Regions from separate parts of the Rattus norvegicus genome. Here region 1 is linked to region 2. The links are chromatin contacts, called in public Hi-C maps. All regions are on one chromosome and are shown on one strand. The core of a region is the stretch at or near the end of the contact, and the rest is flanking DNA. Distances in the headings are between cores, read along the strand shown.

Evidence for each region. Hi-C and Micro-C count contacts between places; a contact is called where the count stands out from the background.
Region 1: a Hi-C map of liver shows a contact between it and region 2, with 4 times the contacts expected there. The contact joins the promoter of Rrp8 here to the promoter of Smpd1 in region 2. A contact is called at or near these places in 5 of 12 Hi-C or Micro-C datasets (the A7r5 cell line, Schwann cells, frontal cortex and 2 more).

Annotation. Positions count from the first base shown.
Region 1 is chr1:169,498,433-169,502,223 of GRCr8, reverse strand. Rrp8 (ribosomal RNA processing 8) reads left to right here and starts at 1,751. Exons shown (of 7, transcript NM_001008346.1): 1 at 1,751-1,908; 2 at 3,137-3,503; 3 at 3,713-3,791. The coding sequence starts at 1,810. Ilk (integrin-linked kinase) reads right to left here and starts at 1,503. Exons shown (of 13, transcript NM_133409.2): 1 at 1,489-1,503; 2 at 969-1,105. The coding sequence starts at 1,057.
Region 2 is chr1:169,303,133-169,306,850 of GRCr8, reverse strand. It overlaps Smpd1 (sphingomyelin phosphodiesterase 1), which reads right to left and starts at 2,079. Exons shown (of 6, transcript NM_001006997.1): 1 at 1,682-2,079; 2 at 527-1,299; 3 at 1-39. The coding sequence starts at 1,987.

The DNA.
Region 1 (3,791 bases), core at 502-3,001, 200 kb before region 2:
TTCTGCAATACCATTCAAAGACCAAATACATCCTAAATGGAAACTAAATGAAGACTTAAAATGCTCACTTATGTTCTTTAACTTCTCAGTGGCCTATAATTAACCACTCTTCTTCCATTAAAACATCCATTCTCTAATCTTAGTCCATTTCTTATTTCTCCTTCAGATGGTTGTTCCCTGTCAGTCAGCCAGCCTTCTCGACCTCTGCCTTTATTTTACTCCTCTTCTGAGGTACTATTTTTCACCTTATAGAATCTTCAGGTATCATTTAAACGCTAATTTATGGTATCTTGGTATCCCAATCAGACCTCTCTCGAACTTAAAATCTGCACGAACAACAACCTGTCAAGCATTTCCAAGTTATTGTAGTGTCACCAAACTGTAGTCAGTCCAAAATGGAGCATCGGCAACTGCCAAGTGTCCAAGTTCCCAAACCTAAACCCCAGGTCATCTTTGACTTCCTCCTTCACTTCCCATACCAACTCAACTACTTCATTCTTATGACTTTAGGGCTCTCACCACTAACCCTGTCTCAATTCTTGTATCCAAAACATCACTTTAAGGCAATTGCATCCACGGTGACACCTGACAAATGGGTAGTCTCATCACTACACAGCTTCAGAACTTTAGATCTCTAATGTCCTTTTCCACTTCTATCCAATGCTCTAGGGCGCAGAAACTCATCCTCCAACCACATGTAATTCCAATTTTCTGGCACTCTGGTCTGCCTTTGACATGAGTTCACAGAGGCTGCAAAGTCCTCGGGAACCGATTGTGAAACTTAGTAAAAACAAAAAACCCAGACACAGCTTCCTCTCTGTAAACCCTCCTCCATCAACAGACTTTGCTTTCTAATACTCCTCATCACACTGGATAACAAAGTTAGCTGTCTCCGCCCGACATGAGCACCCCAAGTAGCGGAGAGCGGACTTCTAGCAGTCCTCTCACTCGCCAATGCTTCAGCTCACCCCTGATTTAGGTCGTTCTCTGTGTTGTCCAGCCACAAGCGCACCGCCACCGCGTTGCCCTCCCGGCACTGAGTGAAAATGTCGTCCATAGCAGCGTCCCGGCACAGAGACCCCGGGACTGGGGAAGTCTCGGGGAACTGCGGGAGAACAGAGACAAGAGAATGACTCTATCTCTGTTCCCTCAGGACAGAGGTGTCAGTGCTGGGATGGGGAGCGTCGCGAAAGGGACAGTGGTTGTCTGTGAAGGGCTTCGGGCAGCGGACGACCCCTGGGCTCGAGGAGCAGGGGGATCTGGAGGTATAGGGTAGACTTTGCTAGTTTCCTGAGTTGGCGTCAGCGGGCTCCGAGTCACGGCCCTAGAACACGGCTTGGGGGGAGGGGAGGGGCCCAAAGCTGCAAACACCCGGGGGAGGGGAAAGGGGTCCTTGCCCGGCGGCCCCGGCTCAGAGCTACTGTAGAGATCGCAGAGACAGGTTTGCAAGACCAGCATGGAACAGGGCGCGGAACTACCCGCACTCACCGGGACTCGGGTCGCAGGCGGCTTCTCCGGGGAACTCCCGTCCGGCCGCGCCCGCCGCCCGGCCCCGCCCCGGCCCGGCCCGGCCCGGCCCTCTCCAGCCAGCGCGGGCCGCGGTCCCTCCCTTCCGACCTCCTACTGCCTCTCTAGCTCAGGAGCGGTTACACTCGATGGTGCTCTGCTCCGCGCGGGCCGCTCTAGCCACCACAGAATTTCTCTCGGTGGCTTCCGGCCGAGTTTGGTCTGGCTCCAGTCCTAGGATTCTCGGACGCGCGCTACACGTGGGCCAGAGCGTAGACTCCTCCAACCCTGCCGGCCACCGGTATGTTTGAGGAGCCCGAATGGGTCGAGGCGGCCCCAGCCATCGTTGGCCTCCGGCCCGTGACAACACAGGTTCAGGCGGCGACTGCCCCGCCAGTCAAGGTGAGCGGCCCTGCACCGGGCTATTTGAAGAGTTTTAAGGAGGCAAAGTCGATCCTCCCGGGGTCGTGTTGGGTAGAGGGAGAGCCTGAAATGCTGTCGTTTATCAGGATGGTGAGAGAGTTAGTCATGATCTGAAGATCCGGAAACTCTCCAAAAAACTGACCTTAAAACATAATTGGTGAGAAGTTGGTGTGGAGAAGAGCGTACCTGAGATTTAGAAAAATGTTGAGAAGCTCCCGGGCAGTAACTCACCGTATCACAGTGTGTCCTAATAGGAATGCGGGATTAGGAGCTTGGAGCGCAGAGCTTGAAAAGTTAGTAAGTTTTCTGTACACTAAGGGTAGAAATCAGTGGAGTTTTAGCAGTGGAGTGGTTTCTCCAAGTTTTCTCTCACCTGGCATTACTTTATATACTGAGGTTCGATTCCAGGGCTTCAGCATGGTAGACAAGCATTTACTACATAGCTGAATCCGAAACCTTGAAAGGGTTTTTAGTTGCAGTGTATATTAGACAGAATCAAGGCAGGTGACAGGGAAAGTATCAGAATCACTATTCAAAGGAGGCTCAGGGAATCTAGAACCTCCAAGGTAAGGGTCTGGCTGAGGACCAGCAGTAGGACTTGAACCCCAAATCAACTTCACGGAAAACAGGCCTTTTCCTTTGAGTCTCATCAGATGTGAGGAATTCTATATCCCCTTAAGCTGTTCCTGACCTTCAGTCAGCCTAGGATGTACTATTCATTTCTGTGGTCCATTTCTGCTTGTCTGTGTGCAGCTTCTTCCTAACAGGCTGTTCCTTCTACTGCAGTTAGGAATATCTTTAATAGACAGACATGTGTGACACTGTCCGTCCTGTTTCAAAACAAACAAACAAACAAAAAAAAAAAAAAAAAAAAAAACCTCTGCTGCCCCTAGAATGCTGTCAGTGAGAGGCAAAGATAGCCACAGTCTTACCTTGGTCCCGTTGCTTGGGTGCTTAGCACATTCCTCTAAGGAAATCAACTGGCAATCCTTTACCCATTTAGAAAAGTAGAACGGGAACATTGTCTGCCCTCCTGCCTCCCAGAGGTTGGAATTGCAGCCTGAAAGTTCTGGACTTGGCTGACTTCACAACAAATGTGCTAATTTTGGATGGGAAGGACCACCAGTAGCTGAAGTCCATCTCTTTTCATAGCCTTCAGGCCTCATCCATTCTCACATACACACTCTTATCCCTTGTTTGCCTCCAGGGCCGTAAGCGCCGCCATCTCTTGGCTACATTACGAGCCCTGGAAGCAGCATCTCTCTCCCAGCAATGCCCCAGCCTACCTGGCAGTGACTCTGAGGAAGAGGAGGAGGTAGGAAGGAAGAAGAGACACTTCCAAAGGTCCTCACTTGCCAATGTCTCAAAGGAAGTAGGGAAGAAAAGAAAAGGGAAGTGTCAAAAACAGGCACCATTTATCAGTGACTCTGAGGGGAAAGAAGTGGAAAGAACATGCCACAGACAAGCTCCTCCTCTTGGCGGGATCTCTGCTGGAGAAGAAAAAGGAAAGAGGAAATGCCAGGAATATTCTTATTTACACCCAACCCAGTCCCTGAACAGTGTTGACCAAACAGGTACCAGTATATGTGAATGGGGGGAGGGGTATGAACTGACTGTGTAGATGGCACTGTCTTTCTCTTGTACGCACACACACACACCATGGGCTGGATGGTAAGAGGCTATAGACTCTGTCTTAAGGACAAGGGAGTAGCCAGGATGACTTCCTGTGCCTCTGAATTTAGGGGATCAAGCCTCAAATGCCTTCTCATCTCCCTCTCTGCAGTTCACAATTCTAGGACAAGTACTGCTACACTTGACCCACCCAAGTCAAGCCGTGAGTCTGCATCACCTAACTCCTCACA
Region 2 (3,718 bases), core at 830-3,329:
AGGCCAGGGCGTGGGGTGAGGGCATAGAAGCCCCCAATTCTGAAACAAAAGTAACCGAGGTATCAATACTTGGACAATCCTAGTCCTACATGTGGGGCAGAGCTACACATGATGTCATCTCCCACCTCCAGGAGCTCCCATCCCAGCTGAAGACCAACAGCAGTAATTATAGGCTCCTCTGACAGTAAAGAAGGTTCAGAGGGCTGAGGGCTCCAGTAATTCAGGACAGAGAGTCAGGTGAGCCAGAAAGCAAAGGCCTTTCAGTGGATGGATGTTACAGGCCAGGCCAAGTTGAGAAAAATGGGAGATATTAAAGAGGGAGGGAGAATTCATTTTACAAAGAGCTACTGTAGGCAAAGACACAAGCTGGGGTGTGGGGATGTGGTACTGTTAGCTCTGAAAAGAGGCTGGAGATAAGAAAAGGGAAGGCAGGGTCATGTTAGGGAAGGCAGTAGAGAGTGCTGCTGGCTTGAGCAGTCTGCCCAGTTCCCTTCTTTCTCCCTGGGTTTCCATGGACAGCAAGTACCTGAGGGTGTGAAGGGCGTCAGCTGGTAACCAGGGTTCCCATGCCTTGGCCATGGCTTCATAAAGCCATTGTGAAGACTGGTTTCCCTTTATGAAGGGGGGAGGGAAGCCATTGACAGGAGTACTCTCATGGTTGCCCACAGCAGGGTACACCGGTACAGGGCCCAAGAACTTCCACACGAGGTCTGTGATGGTGTTCAGGGCCCTTAGCTGATCTTGTCGAGACTGTTGCCAGACATCATGGGCAGGGATGTCTCCTGTCCAGTACACCATTTCAAAAGGGCCGGCGGGGCCCAGCCCTTTCAACAGGCTCTCTAGCGTTCGCAGGGGCAGGTCACACTTGCTGTACTCTCCCCAGTACCCAGCCCCTGTCCGTGAGTTGGGCGGCCATCCAGACCCCCTGCGGCAGCAGAGGGGATCTGCACAGTTAGGGTCTGTGCCCTCCAGGTAGTCATGGTCCCAGTGAAGGTCAGTAAGGAAGAGGACACGGCTGACAGGGGCACCTGGGGCTGGTGGGCTCGGTGGCTTTGGGGGTGGCTTCGGCACTGATGGCAAAGAGATGTTCCAAGTTGAAAAGATGTCCCAGTGCCCACAAGAGGAGCCCAGAAGCAAGCCACAAGCTTCTGAAGGGCTCAGAACTGAGCGTGTCCACACGTCCACCACATCGTCCTCAAAGAGATGAACAGCTGACTGGCACACATTTAGTGGCGCTATGTTCAGCATCTTGCACATCTTGATGGCCACAGAGCCTACTCGTGCCACATTGGGCTCCTTCTGTGGAGGAAGGAACCAATGATGAGAGGTCAGAGACAGTACAAGTGACCCCTCGCCACCACTCCACAGGCTTCCATGTCTAAATCAGGGCTAGGGTGAACTCTGTCACCATGATAAAGGGACATCAGTGTCTCCCACTTACTGCCCGGCAGCTCAGCACCAGGCCTCTACCTACCTACTCTAGCTCAGGGTGTGCTCTCATTTCAAGCCCATGACTAGCCAGCTGACTTTACTCTCCCTACTTTACAAAGGTCACAGTGGGGTGGTGGTAACATGGAGGCATAGGAAGCACCCTCCACCAGGAATAATATATTGGCCCCAGAGCCTATCGGTGCCCCTCCCCCTGCCCGGAGCATTCCACCACAGCCCTTCAAGCACTCACCTTCAGCCCATAGTTGAGAGCAGTAAATAAGACTTTGCAGGCGGGGCAGGTGAGGTTCCTCCACCCAAAGGCATTCTGGAGCTGCGGCGCTACCGCACTGAATTTGACAGAATGGCCTTGGGAGGGAAGAGGATAAGCTCTGGCAGGAACCCAGAGAACCGTGGAGTCAAACAGAGCCAGGACCAGAGCCAAGCCCAGCCCCATCCAAAGGAGTCCCAATTTGGGTGCCGGTAAGGACCTCTCCAGTCTCTGCTCCCAGCCGGCTCTGAGATGGCCCTGGCCGGATGACGCTCCGTGGTGGGGCATTGCCAAGCTCGTAGACAGGACTGGATCGCCCCTCCAGGCCCCGCAGGCCGAGGCCCTGGCTGGCCCTCGGGGCCCCAGTAGCTCTGGAGACACCAGATTACCCTTCGTTGCGGTTGACTGATGGCTCAGCAGCCAGCCACAAAACAGCTCCTCCCCTTCCTGTTCCTCTTATGCCCCAGCAACCTTGGGGGAGTGCTGTCAAAGCCTTGGGGGCGGAGCAAAAGGGGACCCGCGGGCCCTCCCTCCTCGGTCCTCTTATGCCACAGCCTGTCACTGCAGGCGGTCCTAGGACCCGTGAGGTTGGATGGTAGTTGGGGTAGGTAAGTGCCCTCCATAGAGACGAGCGTCGCCACCTTGAGCCATTGCTGTGTGAGGCTGCCAGCCGCGGCCTGATGCTTTGTGGCCAGAACTGGTGGAAGCCCTTTAGGGAACTCCCAGGTGCCTCCTCGCCCCTCGCCCCCGCCCCCAGCACCCTCCACCTGCCTTTTCAAACTTTCAGATTCCTAGAATAGATGCCCGGCTCAGCTGGCCTTTTAACTCGGGAGGCTAAAGAGAGAGGGCTGGGGTAGCGATCCTATCCCTGCATTGAGTGGATTGACCTGCCATGGAGGTCCCTCTCGTCGGTTTCCTATGCTCTGCCACCATTACAGCACTTGATGTTTTGTTAATGTTACTTTTTTTTAATTTAAAAATTTGCATTATCATTTATTTATGTGTATGGACATTTTGTATGTGCGTGCACCATGCACTCTGGAGGCCAGAAGAGGCCGTAGGAGCCACCTGGACTGGAGTTAGAGATGTATTGAGGTCATCACTCAGGTGATGGGAGCTGGACCCAGGTCCTCCAGAAGAGCAACACTGTTAGGTGTGGGGCCTGCCAGAGGTCTTCATATCCTTAAAAAGAAAACGACCTCTTCTCTCCTAGGAGCTATCTAGTGCCAATAGTTCCTTAGCTGGGAGTGGGCCTCTGGAATTTTGTCTAGCTTGAACATCCTGTGTAAGCTGTCACAATCAAGGTGATTTCACCGCATGCAACTTCCCTGTTGTGTCCAGAAAACAGTTTCCTTTAGTCATCTGCTGCCTCTGGCTCTTCTAGTCTTTCGGTAGTCCCTCTCTCAGTCACTTAACCTTGTAGGAGAGGTGTGATATAGACCCTATTTGGTGAAGATCACTTAGAAGTCTTTTGTTCTCTGTTGATCAGTTGTAGGGGTCTGTGTTAACTCTCACCTGCTTCAAGAGGCTTCACCGATGAGGGCGGAGAAGCGCTCTAATCTACAGCTACAGAAATAAGACACTGAAGTCATTTAAATGCTGTGCCTATGTAGCAGAATAAAAGTAGTAGGTTCTCCCTGTCCCCCACCCGTGGGGGGTTATGAACTATCTAGCCACAAGTCCTTGCTCTGATAATGGTGCCAGGTACAGGTTCCATCTTGTCTCCCGGAGGTCTTAAATCCAACCAATAGCAGTCACTTAAGTGTTTTTAATCCTATTTTATTTTATTTGTTTTGTTTTTGAGACAGGATCTCACTATGTCTTGCCCCAGCATCCACAGTGCTGGCTGACTTTACAAGTAGGAGCCAACCAACTTTCTCCTAGCATAGCTTTAACTGAGAACCTGATTCAGAATTCTCTGGATAGAAGGGGCTTTTGGCTCACATGAAGATGCTATTTCCTCCTTTTTAATAGAGAAACTATTACTCCTGAAATCCCAGTGCCTGGGAGGTAGAAATA